Regions from separate parts of the Mus musculus genome. Here region 1 is linked to region 2. A link is a contact called in public Hi-C data. All regions are on one chromosome and are shown on one strand. The core of a region is the stretch at or near the end of the contact, and the rest is flanking DNA. Distances in the headings are between cores, read along the strand shown.

What was found. Hi-C and Micro-C count contacts between places; a contact is called where the count stands out from the background.
Region 1: a Hi-C map of cerebral cortex shows a contact between it and region 2, with 4 times the contacts expected there. The contact joins the enhancer-like site here to the promoter of Frmd4a in region 2. A contact is called at or near these places in 3 of 484 Hi-C or Micro-C datasets (cerebral cortex, nephron progenitors and uterus) and 1 of 9 other capture datasets (pancreatic islet).

Annotation. Positions count from the first base shown.
Region 1 is chr2:4,250,925-4,254,983 of GRCm38.p6, reverse strand. All of the region lies in intron 1 of Frmd4a (FERM domain containing 4A), which reads right to left. It overlaps Gm39752 (a long non-coding RNA gene), which reads right to left. Exons shown (of 2, transcript XR_865942.2): 2 at 1-4,059. Among named protein-coding and RNA genes, the nearest start is that of Gm39752, 5.5 kb to the right of the region's middle. RefSeq lists an enhancer at 1,047-2,965. Within about 2 kb of position 1,928, at least 90 of the 459 cell types and tissues checked have an H3K27ac peak or open chromatin away from gene starts, as enhancers often do. A contact at or near this core is called in cerebral cortex and uterus, where this site is marked.
Region 2 is chr2:4,150,157-4,154,653 of GRCm38.p6, reverse strand. Frmd4a (FERM domain containing 4A) reads right to left here and starts at 1,791. Exons shown (of 23, transcript NM_172475.3): 1 at 1,544-1,791. The coding sequence starts at 1,576.

The sequences.
Region 1 (4,059 bases), core at 679-3,178, 100 kb before region 2:
ATGCATATTTCCTCTTTCCCTGACAGCATTTTTCACAGTAACACTAGCAGACAGTATGATTTATACATAGGAAAGGGAGATGCATCATGCAGTCAATGAATATTTCCATTCCTCAAAATAAATATGTTCTTTTAATTATTTTGATATAACAGCACATTGGGCTGTCTCCTGAGTGCTATGGTGAGTATGTGTTGTACTTGAATAACTACTGGATATAGATGAAAGTCACTTTTTGGCACTTCAAGACCGAGGCAAGAGTCTGGAGCTGTGATTCTAGTCTGTGTTCCCACCACTGGTGAGGCCCTGGCAGGATTGTGGGCTCAAGCTGACCTCATCAGTAGAAGGCAGAGGTTTCCCATGCTCATCCTTCTCTTGGTGATGATGTTGGGTTGATCTTATTATCTCTGGATAGTTCACAGATATGGAAATTAAGGCTCAGAGCGTATAATGGACATATCCCAAATTTAAGTTTATTTATTTAAATTTAACTGTGATGATGCTAATGTTCTTTCTACGGCACCGCAAAAGACCACATCTGGTGAGGATGTCCAGAAAGCAGAACCCTGACTTACGACTAGTGGGGCTGCAAAATAGTTAAATCACTGTGGAAATCAGAATAGAAGTCTCAAAACACTAAACACATAACCACGAAGTGGCCCAGCTGTACTGCTCCTGGGTATCACCCAGAGGCCTATATGTTTTACGACAGATAAGCCAGCATGCCTTGCTCACTATTGCATTACAGTAAAGGAATGTCTAACAACAGATGAATGGAGAAAAAGTCTTATGATACCTACACACAATGGAATTTTGTTTAGCTGTGAAAGAAAAAATGACATTATAATATTTGCAGCAAAATGAGTAGAAGTGGGCACTACTATATTAAGTGAAATATCTCAGATCTAAAATGATGAATACTGCATATTTTTTTTCATATGTGGCTCCTGCATTTGAGAGAGAGAGAGAACTAGAAAAGGAACCAGATGTCTTTAGCTAGAGGTAGGGGGTGGTAAGAAAAAATATAACAGAATTTATAGACTTGGAAAAGGAAGGAGAATTGGTAGGGGGTGGGGGCAGGGGCAGGGGCAGGGGCAGGGGTAGGGGCAGGGGCAGGGGCAGGGGCAGGGGCAGGGGCAGGGGCAGGGGCAGGGGCAGGGGTGGGCAGGGTCCCAAAGAAGGGAGAAGGGACGAGAAGCAATAAAAAGCAATGTATGCAGAGCTTATGTAAGGCCCGTTATTGTGTTTACCAGTTTAAGAGAAAGATAATAATAAAACAATGTCAACTAAAACAAAGATCCTATGTCCTATACTTGAAGCACATAGTGTCATTTAAAGGCCCTCCCTGCAGTTCTTTGGGAAGCCACCAGGGTTCAGCTGAACATGGGTCAGAGTTCTCTGCCATCTGCATAGTATCCCATCACACAGGCTCGCCTGGGGGTTTCACAGACTCCCAGCTGGCATGTGTTCTCCAGACTATGTATTCTAACCCCTGAGGATTATCTATTGGCCTCAGCAGAGAAGACACCACGGCCCAGATATGAGCGTGGGGGTCTCCTGTTACAGATATGCCATTAAAATCCTGCCGGGGCTTGGGAAGCACACTAAAAACTAAGAATCTAAAATAGACATTTTACAGCTTCCCTGAGACTTTTGAGCCTAACTGAGCAGTTTAAAAGCTTAAGAGCAGCATTGTATCAGCCGAGGGATTTGAAAAATCAAGTCAGGTTCTTCCTGCTACTTAACTCAGTGCCAAACATAATGATTTTGCAATCAAAAGCTCACAAGCAATTTTGCCAGGAAGCGCTCACTGACGGAATCCTCTTTGTTTCTCCTAAGGTGGCTGGGAGCTGGGGTACAACAGTGGCTGAGTGTGTTGCCCTTGTAAAATATGACTCACAAGCATTTACAGAAGAGATATTGAGCCCCTAAAAATAGGTTGTTTTTATATTGGCGTTTTCCCTAGCTACAGCCTCGCTGAAAGAATGCGTGTCCCCAGCTCCACTCTCCCTTCATGGAGCTGTTTAAATGACTTGTTGTTATGGTCACTTCCTGTAGCGTCTGAAATATTTCTCCTTGTAAAACCCTATCACAAGTCATGCAAACACTATCACAAGTCCCTCCACCTTACATTGCTATGGTCATCTGAACAGGCTTGGGACAATATATATTCTTGCACAATCACAAAGCATAATCTTCTTGCAGGAATTTTAAAGGCACTTTATTGGGACCAGCTGGTGAACTTTGGGCCTCAGAAAACCGTGTCTATTTTGAGCATGGAGGAGATAGTTCATTTGTTGCATTGCTGGCAGAGGCAAGTTAAGAATACAAGGCTGCAGTAGTTGGACTAGCTCCTATCAATGCTCCCACGCATATGGGGACTACTATGTTGCTTATAAACATTTCATCCATGCTGCCTAACTTGCAGGAGAGGGAATGCCACTTCCACCCAGTCAGGGGACTCCTGGGAGCTGTGCTTCTTTAAACCTGTCGCTGTGTCTTGTTGGACAGTGGTTGCCTTTCCTCCAGCTGTGAGACTTTCAGGGTGGAGGCCGTCATATAGGCGTTGGCACTTTTTAAATGAGATTTCCAAGACCAAGATAGGTAGGGAGCCACTTGAGTCCTCCAACTTAAGTAGGAAAACGTCCTGAAGAAATGACCACAATCAAATGCTAAATAGTATCTGGGAAATGGCCCAGCCAATACAGTTCTTGTAGCATAAGCATGGGGACCTGTGCTGAACCCTCAGAAGCCACCTTCTTTTAAAAAATCCTGTTATTATGGTATGTGCTTGTAATCACAGCCCTCAGGTGGTGGAGAGAGGTGAGTCTCTGGGTTTCCTGGTCAGCCATTGTAGTCAAATTAGCAAGCTTTGGGTTAGCCAAGGTGGAGGGTACCAGAGGAACAACACTAAAGGCTGACATCTGACTTCTTGCACACACTTGCACATGCACTCCACGGACACATATGCACTCCACCACAAATATGTAAATACATACCAACATTCAAAAAGCTCCATAAACAAGCATACATACATAAGCATACATAAGCATGGCCTAACCGTGCTTAACTTTATGAAACAAAGAAGCAGTATGTCATGAAAGAAGACAGAAATGTACTTTGCTCCTCTGGATGTCCGCTGGCACAGAACCAAGGTCTGAATAAATAAAAAGAGGGAGTTGTAATGCTTTCTTACCCATATAATGGCTTAGTGGTGACCATAGTCCTAGCTCCCAGTTTCCCTTGCTAACATCGCCAGAAGAAGGTGTATATGTGAGTGTCTGTGTGACTATGTGCTTATGTGTGTGTGTGTGTGTGTGTGTGTGTGTGGTGAGCAGTGCCATCTGACAGGTCTATCTTTTGCACGTGGACCACAACAGCAGGGGTTGGAAACAACATATATGCTTTCAGAAGACAAAGTCAGAGTTGCCTGGCTCTGGTCACCTGAGGCAGAGGGGATTCATCTTAGCAGGGAAAACTGCTCTAGGAGTTGGTGGGAAGCTATGTGCTTCTGCCCAGTTTCTCTAACAATTGACTATGGCGGCAGGCAACTGTGGCCACTTGGAATGGGAAGATGTGCATTTGCACCTGTGAGTTCTAGAGCCTAAGACCAAGGGTCTGGCTGAACATGGCTCACATAGGTTCTCAGTATTTGTGAAGAAGCAAGCAGGTGATTCCAGCAAGACTGCACTAGGAAAGTTCTCTTCCAGCCCAAATAGCTACTCTATCGCAATGTTTCTCTATATGTCACCCTGCACTAGACGTTTATTTTAACCCACCCAACAGCGTGCTTTTTCGGGTCATCTTTTAGAGTGTCAATATGCAGATGCCTTAGCAGGAATGGGGGACAATGTCATGAAATCGACCTTTCCGATTTGATTTCCAGTAAAAAGCAGAGGCTCAGGCCCCTGTTAGAAGAAAGGACTATGTGCCATTTCTCTGCTGGCTTGCTGAGATGTTATACCACTTACCTAAGGGGGATGTGTGGGAGGATGGCCCAGTTTGAACAAGAAATGATACTATGGGGATGGGGGATGATGGCTCAGTGGTTAAGAGCATACA
Region 2 (4,497 bases), core at 542-3,041:
GAAGTCCGTGCGAGTTGGACTTGTATGGGGTTATATGCTCAGATTGCTAGACATAGTCAGCCTCAGCAAGAACCGCTAGGAGAGTACAGTTTGTCTGCAGCAGTGATTTCAGGAGCTGGCCAAATGAACAGATTCCACAGCCATTCCACCAAGCATTCGGATCTCAGCTTGTCAATAAAGAGAGAGAAGCCAACTGCATTTGCCATTTTCTCTGCAGCTGTGAAAACTGTATGCTCTCTGCCTGCTACCTCCAGAGAAGAACATTTGGAAGACACTGCCTGCAAGCAACCTGACATCACCTGGGGAGGAGAGAACAACAGGCCACCACACAGGTCTCCAAGGAGATCTCTCAGCTAGCCAGCCAAGGGGCTGGAATCAGAAGCTTTGTAGCAACTGTCACTGGGGCTGTCCTTCTAATGAAGGGTGATTATCAAAGGACGGGTGAACCCAGCAGAATGTCCACCCCCACATGCTGTGGTGCTTTCATGCATGTCCCAACATTCCAATGTTGTCTCAAAGTGTCACAGTCATGCCCCTTAACTAGAAGGGGCAGACAACAATAACAACAACAAACAAAAACAAAACAACAAGAAAACAACCAAGACCACTTCCTTGACAAAAGGCTCTATTTGTTTTTTAACCCTAGCTGAACATCAAAGAAACGAGTTAAATAAAAGCCTGATCCTATTGATTTCACCACTGTTATATGTTTAAAGAGCTATTTGCCTCCTAAATTTTAAAATTAATCAATTAAGAAAAATAATATTGCTAGCGTTATTTAAAACTTTCAGCCTCTGTTCAAAGTTATGCATGAATTCAGTAGCCCTTTCTTCATCTGAGCTTTCCTTGGGAAAGTCCATGTACAAGGCAGTCCTTTTCAAGTAAAAAGCAAACTCCAACCAAGGAGAAAAATGTCCACGAGGTTGGGATCAGTCTCCTGGAGCTTTTTTCTATAGGCTTCCGGAACAAGTTCAAGGTGTGTTTGATTAGCGCTGCCCTGAAATCTCTTGTTCAGGTCGGCGAGTTTTCTGAGAACAAAACGCTCTCCAGAATGCATTAACCTACTTTCAATAGAGAGGCTTCCCCATCCTCCGCTCTGAACCGGAGGAGGAGCCCAGAGGATGTTCCAGTGAAAGCTGGGCATGCTCTTTGCCTTAAAAGCGGGACTCATCCTGCGAAACATCAGCGCAGCCAGAGAAATCCGTACTTCCTGCAAGCACACCAACAGCTGGAGGGCAGCTCCGGTCCCAAAGCAAGAATGATTGGAAATCCTGCTAAAATATGGCTGTCTAATCAACCGAGAGGCAAACTCATTTACTAAGATTCCCATTGTCCACGCTGACAGATGGCCCCCCGCCCCCTTCCCCTTTTCACTGATTGTAGTAGCTCTGCCTTGGAGGCAAAGCTATTCTTTGAGAGGTCCAGTTGCATTCGCCAGCCTAGTTCCGAAACGAGACAAAAGCTAGTATAATCTTCCTTTTCAGTGAGCCTTCCCTAAACCACCAAGGAGCGCGCAAAGAAACCAGGGTTTAGTCCCCCTTACCTTGGTTCTCATCGGAGATAGGAGCCCTTCCATTTTGGCGGAATCCTCATGCCAGTTTCTCTTCTCTGCAAGTTACTCTGTCTGTGTTGCAGTCCTTAAGCATCCCACATGAAAAGAGCCATGCCTGGAGCCTCCAGTGGCTCCCCTCTCGCGGGTGGCGCCTCTGCACCGCGAGCAGTCTAACTTGAATTCTTGGTGCCTGAGGTGCCCGAGAAAGGATGTACGGGGAGAAGTCTGCTCCACTCCTCGCCCTCTTCCCCCTCTTTCTTCTCTCCGGTGCTCTCTCCTCCCTCTCTCTCCTCCCTCTCTCTTTCCATAATCTGCCTACAGCTCTCAGTGTACCGTGCTCACTTGACAAATGATCTCTGTCTTAGGTATTGTATTTGAGCCAAGAAAAGTGGTCTGAACAAACTACAGGGCAGCTCACCCAAAACAGAAGAGGCAAACAGAACTGCTGCTGCCTGGCGCTCCCAGCCTCTCGGCTTCACTAGGCAGCGTGCTCTCTCAGGAGTGAGAGAGTAGATCCATCCATCTATTCGTCTTTCATTAGAAAGGGGGATCCTGAATGGAATCAGTTGACACCATTATTCAGATGGTTTTCTGGTCCATATGCAGAAAGCAGAAAAAAAAATCGTGTCACTTACATATTTCAAAATAACCATTTGTTAAACCCAGTGTAGACACAACATCTGGACAGGGAACTGGAATTTTTGATGTTTGATCAGATGTTTGGACACACCTTCTCCAGAAAACTTTCAAAATCAAATGTATGGATTCTATTCCAGAGAGGCTGAGCATTAAACAGTGTGTGTGTGTGTGTGTGTGTTATTTGGGAGCTATGTATGTGTGGGTATGTGCTATAAGGAGTTGTGTGTGTGTATGTGTATGTGCATAATGTGGGTAGTATGTATGTATAGTATGTTTGATTTGTAATGGGGGTTCCTTGCGTATGTGTGTTATGAGGACTTGTGTGTAAGTGTAGCGTGTGTGGATGGTGTGTGTAGTGTAGTGTGTATATAGTATGTATGGCATAATGGAGATTATGTGTACATGCCTGTCTGTGTATATATGTATAAATGGGTGTCTATGGCATAATGGGGGATTTTGTGTGCATGTGGTGTTTGTGTGTATGTTTGTGCATATGTATGTGTGTGTGTATTATACTGCCAAAACTAGGTATCTCATTTAGTATTGCCAGCAACTTGGAAAAAGCAGACAATGGAAGAAACATACCAAAGAGGAGTGTAATGGAATGAACTGGAATGGAATGAACCTGAACAGATGTACTTCCTTCAGCTTGAAGGGTTATCTGTGTGGTAAGAATTCAAAACCTGCCCCTCCATGAATGAGTGTGTCACCATACCTAAGAACACCCATGTCTTTGCAAGAGCTTGAGGGCATATTCATACATACATTTGATGCACACAGCAGACGTGAGCTGACCTATGGCATTTACACCTACCGCCATCTGTCTCTTGTCCCTGGAATGGGACCTGTCCCTCTTTTTACCTGCTTCTCTTATACCCGACTCCCAACACAGCTCCAAGATGAAGCTGCAGGTGGACCTTCTTACTCAGTCTTCCTTCACTACACCCTCAACCATGTATTAATCCACTTTTCCTCCACTAGTTCTCAAAACCATGGGCTAAGGAACTCTCTCGACTCCTGACTGACCTCTCCGCCTGCACTGGAGTTCTCTATGCTCAATGCATCTCCATTCAACTTTATGTATCAGGCTGAAATTACATTCTCCCTGAGCCAAGTGCTCATCTCATTGTCCAGACTCTCACCATACCAGCAAATCATCCAGATACACGGAGAATAAGCCCATGTCCTGATATAAAAGATTCCTGTCACCTTGGGGTGGCTTCCAGACCGTATTCCCTTCACAACTATCTTAGTTGGTCTTATTCAGTATCCAAGTATTTGGAGTCTCCTACAATTTTTTTTTCAGTCATTCATCAAATAGCTACAATGCACCTGCTGTCTGCTGGGTCAGACCCCTTCAAGTTCCTAAGGACACAGTGGGAACAGTGTAGCCTAAGGCCTGGTCCACAACCTTGTGGCGGATGCAACACCCCCCCCCCCCCGTCCCCCGTCCCCGTGACCTCACTCTGTGCCCATGACACTGGCACAGTGATTATGTATGCGATGTGCTCGTGTGACCTCCTCTTGACTTCAAGGGCTGCTGCCTGTGAGACATTTCTCCTTCCCGGACATTCACTGTCAGCTCTCTCTCAGGAGACTTAAAGTGGCTTGTCTCCAAAGAATTCTGTTCCCTCATCTCCATCCCTCATTCTACTCCGCTCTCCTCTCCATACCTATCCTCTACGTGTCCACGGGCCTTACTTTGGGGGTGTCATGGGAGAAGCTCGATCTCCATTATTCAAGGAAGAGCCCGGTGCTCACCCCCTACCTCCCTTCCTGTCTGGCAGACCTTCCTGTCTTCCCTGTGGAGATGCTCTCACTCACTCTGTGTGCCACACAGACTTTCACTGTGTTGGCTTCTCTGTGACTACAACAAGCTACATCCATGACTTGCTTCTAGGCCCTAGATGGATGCTCTAGAACATTTTGCTTTGTTTCACACCTGTCCTGATCCCAGAACCCCTCACCACCACTTGCAGACATACACAGTGTTTGCTCCTTGACCTTTTAGCCGGGGCACAACTGCTCCCTGTTACTCTGCCTCTCTCCAAGTGTTCCTAAGTGGGTAGGACACAGCAGAACTGTGTCAGGGCTTACAAAAAAAGTTACACTGATCCTGTTTTGGGCTGCTTGGTGTCTGACAGACTCCAAGCATGGGTTTTTGGAACCAGAACAGCCCACCAAAGCCAGAGGAAGGGATTCTGGGAAGGAATTTTGAAGATCCTATATATAGCACCTCCAAGAGGGGCATAACTCTTGGGGTTGCTTATGTTCAACTTCTCAAACTCGAAGTTCCTGGAACTTGG